2 separate regions of the Hordeum vulgare genome follow, and region 1 is linked to region 2. A link is a contact called in public Hi-C data. All regions are on one chromosome and are shown on one strand. Each heading gives the region's core, a stretch centred on a gene start, on an enhancer-like site or on the middle of the called end of the contact. The rest is flanking DNA. Distances are from core to core; before and after follow the strand shown.

Region 1 (3,529 bases), core at 486-2,985, 170 kb before region 2:
ATGCAAAGAGCACTTCAGGTAATATCACAAAAAAACATAGGACTAAATCAGCAGTTAAGCTTTCAGCTCAGATCGTCAAAAAATAAGGGAAAGAGGCAACTCAGAGAAATCTTCTTAGTCAAGCGATTCAGTTGCACTATAGAAACCAAAGAAAACTACTGTAGAGAAGCTAAGGTACTGCTTAATCGTAGTCTTCCTTCCCTCACAAGAACAATGAATAACTTATCTACAAGGAATAAACTACTCACTGGTGCGTTTTTGCACTGTTATAGTTACCCACCACGATTCACAGCAAGTATTCAGTCGCCAGATTTTAGTCTCTATCACTATAAGTACGCGGGAAATGAAGCTAACAACAGTTGCAAGTGGAGGAACCCAATTCACCAGTTTAAATACATGTGGAGGAGGCTTATTGATGAGTAGGGTGGTCTCATTGGCCACAAATGCCTCCCTGCACCAAGAACCACGAGATTAATATTTATCAAGAAAGGACGAAGAGGACATCGTAGATGCAACGGCCTATGCACAGTACAATTTTTGGATTTTCAAAGATGGAAGAAGAGGACACCGTGCATATAATGCAAAGATCAGTTTCTGGAAATCGAAAGAAGGAAGAAAGGACACCGTACGCGTACAGCGACCTATGCATAGAGCAATTTTTTTTGAAGTTGAACTGAATTTATTATTTCTGGACGAGGCATCAGGTAACATGCGTTGGAGCTAAAATGGCACAGGGGGGGAATGGAAACAGAAGCAGACGGCAAGCAAAGAAATCTGACATGGCCTTGGCGCCCATGGTAGCCACAGCTTGGGCTGAGAGAGATGGGGCGAAAAGCAGCCGAAGGATCAAGAACCAGGAGCACGCTATCGAATTGGAGGAACCGAATGTGTAGCCGGGCCGAGGAAGAGCTACAATCACAAAAAAAAGCTAGCATAAGATGTGCCGTACTACTACAGCGGGTCATCACATGCGTACTGCTGATTCTGATATTGACCTCTGCTGTCTGCTTGCTTTCTGAAAGTTTATTCGAAGTTCTCCACGCACACACGATAAAGGAAGTTTATTCGAAGGTTCAGCCACTGATTGATGTCGACGGCATGATTGCAGGCAGTACGTGTACGTGCTGGGGGCATTTGCACACGTGTGGGATCAAGCGGCGGACGGCTGCCGACGTGATGGAATAATTCAAAGGCGGGTGCTACAGGCCCTACATGCTACAGTAGTCTGATTCGTGCGAACGGACGGTGCGGACAGCGAGGCGAGGCGAGGATAAACTAGTCGGCATTTTCTTGCCACGCATTTGGTCGAACACCTACCGTGCGGCTCGACGAGGAGCACGCCCGCGCGCCCACGCAGAGTGGGTCTCGCGGTCTCAACGGGGAGAGGAGGGGAGATGGAATGGATGGGTGGGAAGGTGAGACTTGCCTCAGCGTGCCGCCGGTCGACGCCGTCGCTGCCGCGCTTACCCCAGGCCCGGCGGCGTCACGGCCGCATCGGCACCGCGGAGGCGGCAGCTGCGGCCGGGCAAGAGCAACGAATTCACGATCTGAACTCCCGTTGCCCAAAGGTAGAAGACCAGCGACAGGATTTTGACCAGGATCAAAGCAATGGGCCCTGATCTGTTTTTCTTTTCCTTTTTGAGGGCTGGAGGGCCCTGATCTCAGGCTGCCCGTAATGGTAGTATCATAGATAGTATCATGCATGTCAACTACTACATCCGTTCCTAAATATAAGTCTTTTTAGAGATTTCACTAGGAGACATACTTTAGAGTGTAGATTCACTCATTTTGATCTGTATGTTGTCCCCTAGTGAAATCTTTAAAAAGACTTATATTTAGGAACGGAGGGAGTACTTCCTCCGTTTCAAAATATAAGACTTTTTAAAGATTTCAATAGGAGATTACATACGGAGCAAAATGAGTGAATGTACATTCTAAAATATGTCTACATACATCCGTATGTAGTTTATATTGCAATCTTTAAAAGGTCTTATATTTAGAAACGGAGGGAGTAGGCAATTTTGATGAGGTGACATAGAATTAAATGAAGGAAGAGAGGGTTAAGTATCATATCATGATACCGTATCATATTAAATGATGTGCTACTATGTGTCTTACATGTCAATAAATGAACTACCCTATGATACTAACATATGATACTATGCATTACGGATGTGGTATCATACATTAATATCATATGCATGATACTAGTATATGATACTACCCATTACAACCAGCCTGATGGAACCTAGTGCGGCGGGTTTCATTCAAGAGTCTGCGAAATCACTAATTAGCTACTACTCTTTTTAAAGATCACTCTAACCCCTGGGTTGTAACAAGACACTGCATGCATGTCATTTGTCATAACCTGAATTTTTTTCTTTTTTCGTAGATTCGTTTTTTCAAATCGTTTTATCTGATTAAATTGTCAAAAACTATTACATTTCATGCAACCGTGTCCAGTAGCTACCACTTTACAATTATCAGCAAAAAACTACCAAAAGTTTCCTAATTGGTGACAAAAAACTACCAATTTTTTTAACTGTCCAATTTAGCTCGTTTAACCGTTTTTCTGGCAAATCGGACCCACATGTCAGGTTAACTGTTAGCTTTGACAGTTATTATAGAGAGGACCCACACGTCAGACCTTTCTTCCACCTCTCTCCACCCTCATGTGCATTACATCAAACAGGTTATGTGCGTCTCGCGGAAGCAAAACCGTGCCTCTCGCGTATCGTGTGTGTTTTTCCCTTTCGGAGAGACAGGACCGTGCCTCTCGCGAAAGCAAAACCGTGTCTCTTGCAAAAAAACAGAAAACATTTTTTTTCCTTTCCCAGAGGCACGGTCGTACCTCTCGCGGGAGCAAAACCGTGCCTCTCGCCAAAAAACAGAAAACACGTTTTTTGTTTTCAAGAGGCTCACGGAGGCAAAAACACGCCTCTCGCGAAAGCAATACCGTGTCTCTCGTAACAAAAGGCGTGTTTTTCGCAAAATAAAATGATTTTTTTTCATCAAAAAACTAAGAACGGTCGGTGAAAAACTGAAACACAAAAAAACAATCTAAAAAAACGAAAAGGGGTAAAAAAATAAAAAAATAAAATCCTGAGGAAATTCTAAGAATGTGGCACGTGGCAACGACTAAAAACACGTCGACTAATAACAGCACACGGAAGTGGTCTTTGAGAGGCTCCGAAAGAAGCTTGCTAATTAGTGACTGCGAAGAGTCTAATGATCTGACGGACAGACGGGCCTTGTCGACCTCTTCCGGCCCATGAGATTTTCTATCACACAATTAACTTACGGTCATGGTCATGGGTTTCCCTCAAAACTCATAGTCATGGCCTCATGGGCTCATGACCTCATGGGCACAATGGGTAGCTGTTACTGCTACTTCACCTACAAAAAACTGTTGCTTCCTTTCCTCAAAAAAAAAAAAACAAAAAAAAAACTAGCTCGTTGCTGCCTCAAAACAAAAACAAAAAAACTTGCTCGTTGATGCTTTTGCCTGCTCGCTGCTGCTCTGCTTGCT
Region 2 (3,776 bases), core at 866-3,365:
GCCAAAGATGATTTCTAGTAGATTATGGGTCGAGATTTAGTTCTCCCAACAGAGTTTGTGCCCTAAAGTTTACCGGCAGTTTTGGCATCTGTGTAGCTCAAGTTCTCCCGACAGTTCATCTGTCCTAATGTGATTGTCGCGGGAGTAACTAATCTTCCGGCAGGTACATTGCCCTTAGACATGTTTTTCTCCCGGCAGTTAAGTGCCCCAAATCAAGTGTTATGGTCCAGTGTACCGAGAGGGCCCAGAGATACATCTGTGTCATACGGAATGATAAATCTCAGTCTTGATCCATGCTAACCCAACAAACACCCTCGAATATACCTATAGAGCACCTTTATGATCATCGAGTTATGAAGTGACGTTTGATGTACACAATGCATTCCTCCGGTGTGAGGGAGCTGCATGCATGATCTCATGGCCTTAGGAACAAATAATTGAGATGAAGAAAGTAGTTGCAACAAACTAAGTGACACAATCAAATGGTATGCTTACGGGTGGGTCTTGTCCATCATATCATTCTCCTCATGATGTGATCTCATTATAAAATGATAAATCATGTCTATGCTTAGAAAACCTTAACCATCTTTGATCAACGAGCTAGTCTAATACAAGGGACACAATGTTGTTTCTATATCCACACATGTATTTAAGTTTTCTATCAATACAATTATAGTATGGATAGTAAACGATTATCATGAACAGGAAAATATGATAATAACCACTCTATTATTGACTCTCGGACATATTTTCATCGGCTCATTCATTTGGATGAGGTGAAAAGGCCAATACATAAGTTTTAATTAATGAAAGGACTCTTTGGAATGTATGGTTCTAAACATAAGTAACAAAATGAGAATGCCATGACACTTGAATCTTATGAAAAGTGGGAACACAATAATTCTTAACCTTTTGATGATATAAATAAAAAATATAACAAATTTGAGATGATTGTTACTTGATTAGAGAGATGAGAGAATGAAAGACATAGAAAGATGCATTGTAAGGTGTGCAAAAATTTCTTTTCATGAGGCCAAAGCTCATGCTTGGTTTCCTCCAAACATTTACAGGAAATTTTTCTATGAGATTCTTTGGTGAAATATCTCGAGAGCACATAGTCTAGAGGAACACCTTAACCACTACCAATGTCGGGGAGGCCCAATCCCGCTTCTCACATAATGAGTTTGGTTTCTCTCTTCCGGAGTGAGAGAGATGCATGCGGTGCGGCGGCGTAGTGCTTTCGAGAGGCGTGTTCCGTGCTCCATCCGTAGCATGTCACGGCTCTCCCGTCCTTCTTTGGGCAAGTTGCACCGGTTTTTGCTATGCTTGGTGGAGGTTGAGAGGAAGGCACAGTAATACCGGACTGCTTTTAGGCGGCAACTATATTAGTGTGTTTCGTGTTGGTAGCATTTTTTTTTCTCAGGCGTGTCCCAAGCACATCCAGATATGAGCTAGTTAACGCACATCTAAGTGATTTAATCAGAAATAGAAAAAAAAATATCCACGTGAATCTTCGCGTAAGATCGATGACATAGTCTGATATTTATGTCACATTTAGATATGATTCAACAAAACTATTTTCTCTCACTATGTTATTTGTGCCCTTTGTAATCTAATCTTCGTCCGGTTATCCCTAATTATCAGCAAACAAAAAAATCAACGGCGAAATGCGAGAGCTCCCAGCACGAGAAAGTGGAGTCCCCTCACAATTGAAATCCCACAATTCCTTTCTCCAAAATTCTGAACCTGACTGAAAAACGATAGTGCTGCCAACTTGTGGAGATCATCATGTACCACTAATTAACGATTGACTAGGTCGTCTCAATGCCTTGGCAACTAGCCAGTCACAAGTCAGTTGGTCATGCAGCGGGCAACAACATATACTTCTTCCTTGGGTCATTGGTCTGTGAATCGAAGTCACTAGCTCATGACCACCGAAATACAACGGTCGATATATACTTCAGTGCAGTGTACACTCTATGTCTCTATACACCTGAGAACGACTGCCCATATCAATTTCCCATTAATTGGAATACGTAAATTTGCCGCTACAGCGAGCGTGCACTTATTGCTCTAGCTTTGCTTGTTCACCAGCAGCCCCGTATATAAACGAGGGCTGGGCAAGATGGTTCCCACACCACATCTCGTACGCCACTAGCGCCTAGAACCATAGTACAAACAATAATAGAACTGAGCAGTACTGTGCTAGTGAGCGAGCTTGGGACACGGCCGTTTCAGGTTACCACAAACGCCTCATCCCCAAGCCAAGCACCTCGCCATGAGCACGGACGCGGACGCCGTGCCGGTGGCCGTGGCGCCGGCGAAGCGCCCTCCCATCAACAAGTACGCCTTCGCGTGCGCCCTCCTCGCCTCCATGAACTCCGTCCTCCTCGGATACGGTACGTCGCCACGTGCATTCTCAGCTACTGTAGATCTTCCCACCGTGCATGAAGGTCGATGCTGACTGACTAACACGCTACGTTCTTTGATGTGTGGGTGCGCGCGCTGGAGCAGACATCTCGGTGATGAGCGGCGCGCAGCTGTTCATGAAGGAGGACCTGAAGATCACGGACACGCAGATCGAGATCCTGGCCGGCATCATCAGCATCTACTCGCTCCTGGGCTCGCTCATGGCGGGGCTCACGTCCGACTGGCTGGGCCGGCGCTACACCATGGTGCTGGCGGCCGCCATCTTCTTCACGGGCGCCCTCCTCATGGGCCTCGCCCCCAACTACGCCTTCCTCATGGCCGGCCGCTTCGTCGCCGGCATCGGCGTCGGCTACGCCCTCATGATCGCGCCCGTGTACACGGCCGAGGTGGCGCCCACCTCCTCCCGCGGCTTCCTCACCACCTTCCCGGAGGTGTTCAACAACTTCGGCATCCTCCTGGGCTACGTCTCCAACTTCGCCTTTGCGCGCCTCCCCGTGCACCTCAGCTGGCGCGCCATGTTCCTCGTCGGCGCCGTGCCGCCCGTCTTCCTCGGCTTCGCCGTCCTCGCCATGCCGGAGTCGCCCCGGTGGCTGGTCATGCGGGGCCGGATCGAGGACGCGCGCCGTGTCCTGCTGAGGACCTCCGATTCGCCCGAGGAGGCCGAGGAACGGCTCCTCGACATCAAGAAGGTGGTCGGCATCCCCGCGGACGCGACCGACGCCGATGATGTCGTCGCCATCGTGCGCGCCAACGAGGCCGCGCGCGGGCAGGGGGTGTGGAAGGAGTTGCTGATCAACCCGAGCCGGCCCGTGCGCCGCATGCTCGTCGCCGGCCTCGGGCTCATGTTCATCCAGCAGGCCACGGGCGTGGACTGCGTGGTGATGTACAGCCCGCGGGTGTTCGAGAAGGCCGGGATGAAGTCCAGGACCAACTCGCTGGGGGCGTCCATGGCGGTGGGCGCGTGCAAGACCTTCTTCATCCCGATCGCGACGCTCCTCCTCGACCGGGTCGGCCGGAGGCCGCTGCTGCTGGCCAGCGGCGGCGGGATGGCCATCTTCCTCTTCACGCTCGCCACGTCCCTGCTCATGCTCGACCGGCGGCCGGAGTCGGAGGCGAAGGCGCTGGGCGCGGTGAGCATCGCGGCGATGCTGTCGTTCGTGGCGTCGTTCGCGTCGGGGCTGGGGCCCGTGGCGTGGGTGTACTGCTCGGAGATCTACCCGCTGCGGCTGCGCGCGCAGGCAGCCGCCATCGGCACGGGGCTGAACCGGCTCATGGGCGGGGCCACCACCATGTCCTTCCTGTCGCTCAGCGAGGCCATCACCATCGCCGGGAGCTTCTACCTGTAC

What was found. Hi-C and Micro-C count contacts between places; a contact is called where the count stands out from the background.
Region 1: a Hi-C map of seedling shows a contact between it and region 2, with 6 times the contacts expected there. The contact joins the promoter of LOC123449433 here to the promoter of LOC123449432 in region 2. A contact is called at or near these places in 5 of 6 Hi-C or Micro-C datasets (leaf, seedling and an unstated tissue) and 1 of 1 datasets of contacts at active chromatin or transcription factors (embryo).

Annotation. Positions count from the first base shown.
Region 1 is chr4H:549,023,454-549,026,982 of MorexV3_pseudomolecules_assembly, reverse strand. It overlaps LOC123449433 (dehydrodolichyl diphosphate synthase complex subunit NUS1-like), which reads right to left and starts at 1,735. Exons shown (of 8, transcript XM_045126656.1): 1 at 1,427-1,735; 2 at 397-451. The coding sequence starts at 1,704.
Region 2 is chr4H:548,856,867-548,860,642 of MorexV3_pseudomolecules_assembly, reverse strand. LOC123449432 (polyol transporter 5-like) reads left to right here and starts at 2,115. Exons shown (of 2, transcript XM_045126654.1): 1 at 2,115-2,399; 2 at 2,515-3,776. The coding sequence starts at 2,279.